Regions from separate parts of the Mus musculus genome. Here region 2 is linked to region 1. The links are chromatin contacts, called in public capture Hi-C maps. All regions are on one chromosome and are shown on one strand. The core of a region is the stretch at or near the end of the contact, and the rest is flanking DNA. Distances in the headings are between cores, read along the strand shown. Region 1 has its middle 67 kb from the start of Poteg. Region 2 has its middle 76 kb from the start of Gm1698.

The links. Capture Hi-C pulls out chosen DNA fragments and counts their contacts.
Region 2: a contact with region 1 is called in a capture Hi-C map of embryonic stem cells, with 2.2 times the contacts expected there. The contact joins two enhancer-like sites. A contact is called at or near these places in 1 of 484 Hi-C or Micro-C datasets (nephron progenitors), 2 of 115 datasets of contacts at active chromatin or transcription factors (both in embryonic stem cells) and 1 of 9 other capture datasets (embryonic stem cells).

What each region holds. Positions count from the first base shown.
Region 1 is chr8:27,513,218-27,516,564 of GRCm38.p6, forward strand. It overlaps a transcript of Poteg not described here. Among named protein-coding and RNA genes, the nearest start is that of Poteg, 67 kb to the left of the region's middle. Within about 2 kb of position 1,529, at least 2 of the 459 cell types and tissues checked have an H3K27ac peak or open chromatin away from gene starts, as enhancers often do. A contact at or near this core is called in embryonic stem cells, where this site is marked.
Region 2 is chr8:27,657,035-27,660,387 of GRCm38.p6, forward strand. No RefSeq gene overlaps it. Among named protein-coding and RNA genes, the nearest start is that of Gm1698, 76 kb to the left of the region's middle. Within about 2 kb of position 2,092, at least 4 of the 459 cell types and tissues checked have an H3K27ac peak or open chromatin away from gene starts, as enhancers often do. A contact at or near this core is called in embryonic stem cells, where this site is marked.

The DNA.
Region 1 (3,347 bases), core at 279-2,778:
TCCAGATTTCTTTCCTAGGGTTTCTATCTCTAGTGTTGCCTCGCTTTGAGTTTTCTTTATTGTGTCTACTTCCCTTTTTAGGTCTAGTATGGTTTTGTTCATTTCCATCACCTGTTTGTATGTTTTTTCCTCTTTTTCTGTAAGGTCTTCTACCTGTTTGATTGTGTTTTCCTGTTTTTCTTTAAGGACTTGTAACTCTTTAGCAGTGTTCTCCTGTATTTCTTTAAGTGATTTATTAAAGTCCTTCTTGATGTCCTCTACCATCATCATGAGATATGCTTTTAAATCTAGGTCTAGGTTCTCAGGTGTGTTGGGGTTCCCTGGACTGGGCGAAGTGGGTGTGCTGGGTTCTGGTGATGGTGAGTGGTCTTGGTTCCTGTTAGTAAGATTCCTCCGTTTACCTTTCGCCATCTGGTAATCTCTGGAGTTAGTAGTTATAGTTGACTCTGTTTAGAGATTGTTCTTCTGGTGATTCTGTTACCGTCTATCAGCAGACCTGGGAGACAGATTCTCTCCTCTGAGTTTCAGTGCTCAGAGCACTCTCTGCTGGCAAGCTCTCTTACAGGGAAGGTGCGCAGATATCTTGTATTTGGACCTCCTCCTGGCCGAAGAAGAAGGCCCAAAACAGGACCTTTCTCAGACAGTGTGTTGCTTTGGCAGTTCCCAGGTGGTACAGACTCTCACCTAAGCAGACTAAATTCCTAAGTTCCTTGGAGTCCCGGGACCAAGATGGCGACCGCTGCTGCTGTGGCTTAGGCCGCCTCCCCAGCCGGGTGGGCACCTGTCCTCCGGTCCGGAAGGTGGCCGGCTGTCCCCGGCCCACACAGGGTGCTGCCTCAGCGCCTCTGTGCTTCTGCCTGTTCCAGAAGCTGTCAGGTTCTCTGGCGCACCCTCTCACCTGTTCAGACTAATTTCCTAAATTCGGCGGGTCTCGGACCAAGATGGCGACCGCTGCTGCTGTGGCTTAGGCCGCCTCCCCAGCCGGGCGGGCACCTGTCCTCCGGTCCGGACGGTGGCTGGCTGTCCCCGGCCCACAAAGGGTGCTGCCTCAGCGCCTCTGTGCTTCCGCCTGTTCCAGAAGCTGTCAGGTTCTCTGGCGCACCCTCTCACCTGTTCAGACTAATTTCCTAAGTTCGGCGGGTCCCGGACCAAGATGGCGACCGCTGCTGCTGTGGCTTAGGTCGCCTCCCCAGCCGGGCGGGCACCTGTCCTCCGGTCCGGAAGGTGGCCGGCTGTCCCCGGCCCACACAGGGTGCTGCCTCAGCCCCTCTGTGCTTCTGCCTGTTCCAGAGGCTGTCAGGTTCTCTGGCGCACCCTCTCACCTGTTCAGACTAATTTCCTAAGTTCGGCGGGTCCCGGACCAAGATGGCGACCGCTGCTCCAAATTTGAGACTTAAAACTAGGCACTTTAAAGTTTGAACGATTTCCCACATTGATGTATTGATGTTTGCTATGACGAGTCAGTACTACCGACTTCTAAGTTTTACTTACTCTTTATTCCCCAGTAGCAGCGCTACTGTGAGAGAAAACACAGCTGTGCACTGTGTCCCACTTCCTATAAAGAGAGTGTGTCATCCATTAGGTGCTATGCTCTACAGGATAAACTTGAAGTTCATCTTATTTCAATAAATGGAGTCAGAAACTGTATTGAAAATGTTATCCAATGACTTTACTGAATACTAGAATGTATCAGGACTGAACTTAGATATTTATGAGATTCATGTCAGTGTCTAGAAGTCTAGTTTGGAGAAAACAATAGAAAAATACATATACTGTGTGAATGTACTGGTACATTTGATACAATACACAAAATGGTCTCACAGCAGCAGGTTTAATTGTATGGCCTTGAATAATTTCAGTTATTGGGTATTGGTAAGGAACTATGTCGTTAGGCACCCAAGATACAAGATTAATGCAAAGCAAAAATAGAATCAGCAAACACTAACTTCTTCATATAGTGAACACATTTGATGTCTAGATAGAGAAAATTGGTGTAGTCATATGTGTTGGCACACTCTATTAGGACACCCTGAAGAGGAAGAGGTGGGAAAAGATTGATGCAATTTATTTAAATTTATGATCAGAATGATAATATGAACAGAAATAACTAAGAGAAAGTATTTCTGAATATAGAAGGACATGTGGAAAAGGAGAACAAGAATCTCTCTACCTTTCTCTGTCTACACACACACACACACACACACACACACACACACATTGACCTGTGGCTTTTTCAAACATCTTTAGTATTATTTTTTCCCCAGCATCCCTTTCTCTTTGTAATATCCCTCTTACTCCATCTCAAGTTAAATCTCGTTATATATATTGGATATTAGTCCCCTATCTGATTTAGGATAGGTAAAGATCCTTTCCCAATCTGTTGGTGGTCTTTTTGTCTTATTGACGGTGTCTTTTGCCTTGCAGAAGCTTTGCAGTTTCATGAGGTCCCATTTGTCAATTCTCGATCTTACAGCACAAGCCATTGCTGTTCTATTCAGGAATTTTTCCCCTGTGCCCATATCTTCAAGGCTTTTCCCCACTTTCTCCTCTATAAGTTTCAGTGTCTCTGGTTTTATGTGAAGTTCCTTGATCCACTTAGATTTGACCTTAGTACAAGGAGATAGGAATGGATCGATTCACATTCTTCTACATGATAACAACCAGTTGTGCCAGCACCATTTGTTGAAAATGCTGTCTTTCTTCCACTGGATGGTTTTGGCTCCCTTGTCGAAGATCAAGTGACCATAGGTGTGTGGGTTCATTTCTGGGTCTTCAATTCTATTCCATTGGTCTACTTGTCTGTCAGTATACCAGTACCATGCAGTTTTTATCACAATTGCTCTGTAGTAAAGCTTGAGGTCAGGCATGGTGATTCCACCAGAGGTTCTTTTATCCTTGAGAAGAGTTTTTGCTATCCTAGGTTTTTGTTATTCCAGATGAATTTGCAGATTGCTCTTTCTAATTCGTTGAAGAATTAAGTTGAAATTTTGATGGGGATTGCATTGAATCTGTAGATTGCTTTTGGCAAGATAGTCATTTTTACAATGTTGATCCTGCCAATCCATAAGCATGGGAGATCTTTCCATCTTCTGAGATCTTCTTTAAATTCTTTCTTCAGAGACTTGAAGTTTTTATCATACAGATCTTTCACTTCCTTAGTTAGAGTCACGCCAAGATATTTTATATTATTTGTGAGTATTGAGAAGGGTGTTGTTTTCCCTAATTTCTTTCTCAGCCTGTTTATTCTTTGTGTAGAGAAAGGCCATTGACTTGTTTGAGTTAATTTTATATCCAGATACTTCACTGAAGCTGTTTATCAGGTTTAGGAGTTCTCTGGTGGAATTTTT
Region 2 (3,353 bases), core at 842-3,341, 140 kb after region 1:
GGTTGACAGTGAAATTGGCTTTTGCATAACATTTCCCATGGGAACTCTGGTTTCATAAAGATCTTGTCACACTTGCTTTTGAGTAACCCAGACAAGCCCCATTTAATTTTATTTTCTCATAATTTTATTAGTTCTTTGGGAATTTATATACTTTGATTATATTTGCTTCCCTTCTCTGCATCTCCTCACAGATCAACCCCTTCATCAATCCATACCCAAAAATATGTCTTCTTTTTTTTTAAAAGTTCATTTAATTTTAATCTGATCTTGTCTGATTTGTGCTGCCTGTATATTCTTGGATGTGTGACTTTCTATTGGAGTGCGATCAACCTACTAGGGGCTATAAGACAGCAACTCTCCCTTTCCTGCCAGCTATTAATTCTTAGTTAAGTGTTGGACTTTGTACCACATTTTCTTTTTGTTGGGAGTGGGTAGGTTCTTACAGGAATCACTGCCAGTAGGGAAGTGAAAGGCAAAGAGATGAGAATCAAAACCAAATCTGCACAGCCAGACTTGGTTAGTCAGTCTGGATCAAAACTTACAGAGACTCTGATCCCACAGTCGATTTTCTTACACATTTAAAGACAGTAAAACATTGGGAACGAAGTCTCCATGTGACAGTTTTTGTAACAAAGCTTTAGGGATGGCTACGTTGAAATTCCCTTGCAACATAAACCACTACAGCAAAGTACCTGAGATGGATATCCTGAGTTCTGTTGACTGGGAAACAACACTTAGGGCTAGGGCCTAAAGAGGAAGGGTTTGCATTAAGCATATGCATAACATATACTGATGGAAGATGCAAAGTATATAAGGTCTCTTTATAAGGATGAGTTCTATTCACTGAGAGACAAAACCCAGGATTAAAGCCTAAGCAATTCTCAGCATTGGGGGAAACTGAGGTGGAGGCTGGCTCCTAATCGAATAGCAAAAGATCATCAGGTTATTTGACCACTCCTGCATTGTGGGTGATCAAGTGTCATTCTTCCCTTTGTTGAAGAAAGCAGGCCTGCATTCTTAAGAATTCTGTTTTCCCAGTGCTTGCCTAAACTGTGCTTCTAACAATTCTTCATGTTGAGATTTTGTCCAGTTTAACTTGTTCAGGTCTTGTGCATACCACTACAGCAGTTTTGATTTCATGTGTAGTAAAAATCTTAAAAATTTCCAGCGTAGGTAGTCTTCCTTGTCTTAAACCATTTATGCTCCTGGATGGAAGACACACACACACAACCTTTATATTTTAAATATGCCTTAGGCAGCATAATACCTGGGCAGCTGTCTACCCTCCATGCTGTTAGAATTGACCTTCCTATCAATAACCCCAAGTTATCACTTGCTATATACCATGTTCCATCTGGGCTGTGCTTAACTCCAATCAGGCAGCCCTTGTCAAATGGTGGCTCTCCTTCTCCCTCCTGCCCATTCTTCCTTTATTCCATGGTGGCCTCCTTCCCTCCTTATTGTCCTCTCTCCCCAAGACCATGAAACCTCAACTCCACCTATGTCTCTTCTTAGTGGTTGGCATCTTTTTTTTCACCAATCAAAATTAACTTGGGAGCAGGGTCCCAGAGGCTTCTTACAGACTCCAGGTCTTAGGGGGGCAGCACGTAGCATTACAATAGACAGTAAAAGACAAAGCCTCCACATTCATGTGTATAACTAATTATCCTGTTGTGTTGCAAGATATTTGATCACAATGTGAACTCTAAGATTGTGTTATTTTTCTGAAAAAAAGAAATCTGATTCTAGTTGTGTTATGGCTCTGTCCTTAGTATACACATTGAATTCCAAACAGCGAAGGCACAGTTAGTTTATAGAAGGAAGCAGCCATGTTTGAAAGTTGTAGGCTCCCCCAGCCTGAAGCAGGCTGATCCAGACTTTGACCTTGCTGCCACTAAGAAGGAGATTACCTAGGGTGGAGCCTTCCGACCTAGATGGCTCTATTGTTCTGTCACCTGCCACTGCTCTCCTCCAAGACACTGCTACCTGCTGAGAGGCCCCTGAGATATTCTGGAGGCACATCCTATCCTGCATGTCACTCACAGGCTGTCTCCAGACACCAAGAATTGACTGACAGGGGTGGTGGGTGTGTGGAGGGGATGTGCCTTACCCCTTTATAAGAACAGTTTCTGAAATCTTGGGCCTTGATCAGGGCCTTTGTCTTGGCTCCATTATCTCTCTAAGTCTTTTTCAGCCCCAGCCTGCCTCCCAGGAGTACCCGGTTCAAGTAGGCAGAGGGCAGGTATACAACAGAAAGTGATATCTAATTGAGAGACAGAGAAAGTGATTAATAAGAGAGATGTGACAGAATAGAATATGTTCAACTCCCACAAGAATAGACAGGAAGGAGAGGCAACTTAAGAGAACAGGGAGAGAGAGAAAGGATGCAGTTTTATTGGGAGAGTTTTACAGAGACAGGTGAAGATAGAATGAGCCAGAGAATGAGATGAGGCCATAAGATTTGAACAGATTGGTAGAGTTAGTTTGAGGCCAGGTGAAGCAATTAAGTCAGAAGTGAGAGAAGCCAATTTGAATCAGTCAGCTTGGATATGAGTTTGAGCCTAACCAGCTGAGTTGAACCAGTGAACAGAGTTCAGAAAGAGCTAGAAAGGGTGAGCTTATTCAGTAGTTAGTGTTAGAGTCAGAAAACATTATAGGCCTAGATCAGATTGTATTGAGGGTAGAAGCTTCCAGTACTAGGCCAGCATTACCAGACAGAGACAGTAGGTCTCAGAAACAATTATATCAGGAAAGTAAATGCTACTTTTACACTGTTGTGCCCAGAAAATAACATTTCCTTGTAGTCATCTACCACACCTGGTTCTTATATTATTCCTATGTCTATTCCACAATGGTCTCTAAGTCTATGGGGAGGGAATGTGCTGTAGATGTCATATTTAGGTCTCTCTTTTCCATGTATCTCTCTGTCTTAGTCAGGACTTCTATTCCTGCACAAACATCATAACCAAGAAGCAGGTTGGGGAGGAAAGGGTTTATTCTGCTTACATTTCCACATTGTTTTTCATCACCAAAGGAAGTCAGGACTGGAACTCAAGCAGGTCAGGAAGCAGGAAGAGGCCATGGAAGGATGTTCCTTACTGGTCTGCTTCTCCTGGCTTGCTTTCTTATAGAACCCAAGACTATCAGCCCAGAGATGGTACAAGGGGCCCTCCCACCCTTGATCACTATTGAGAAAATGCTCCACAGCTGGATCTCATGGAGGCATTTCCCCAACTGAAGCTCCTTTCTCTGTGATAACTCCAGCCTGTGTCAAGTTGACACACAAAACCAGCCAGTATCCTTCCTTCCTTCCTTCCTTCCTTCCTTCCTATCTATCTATCTATCTATCTATC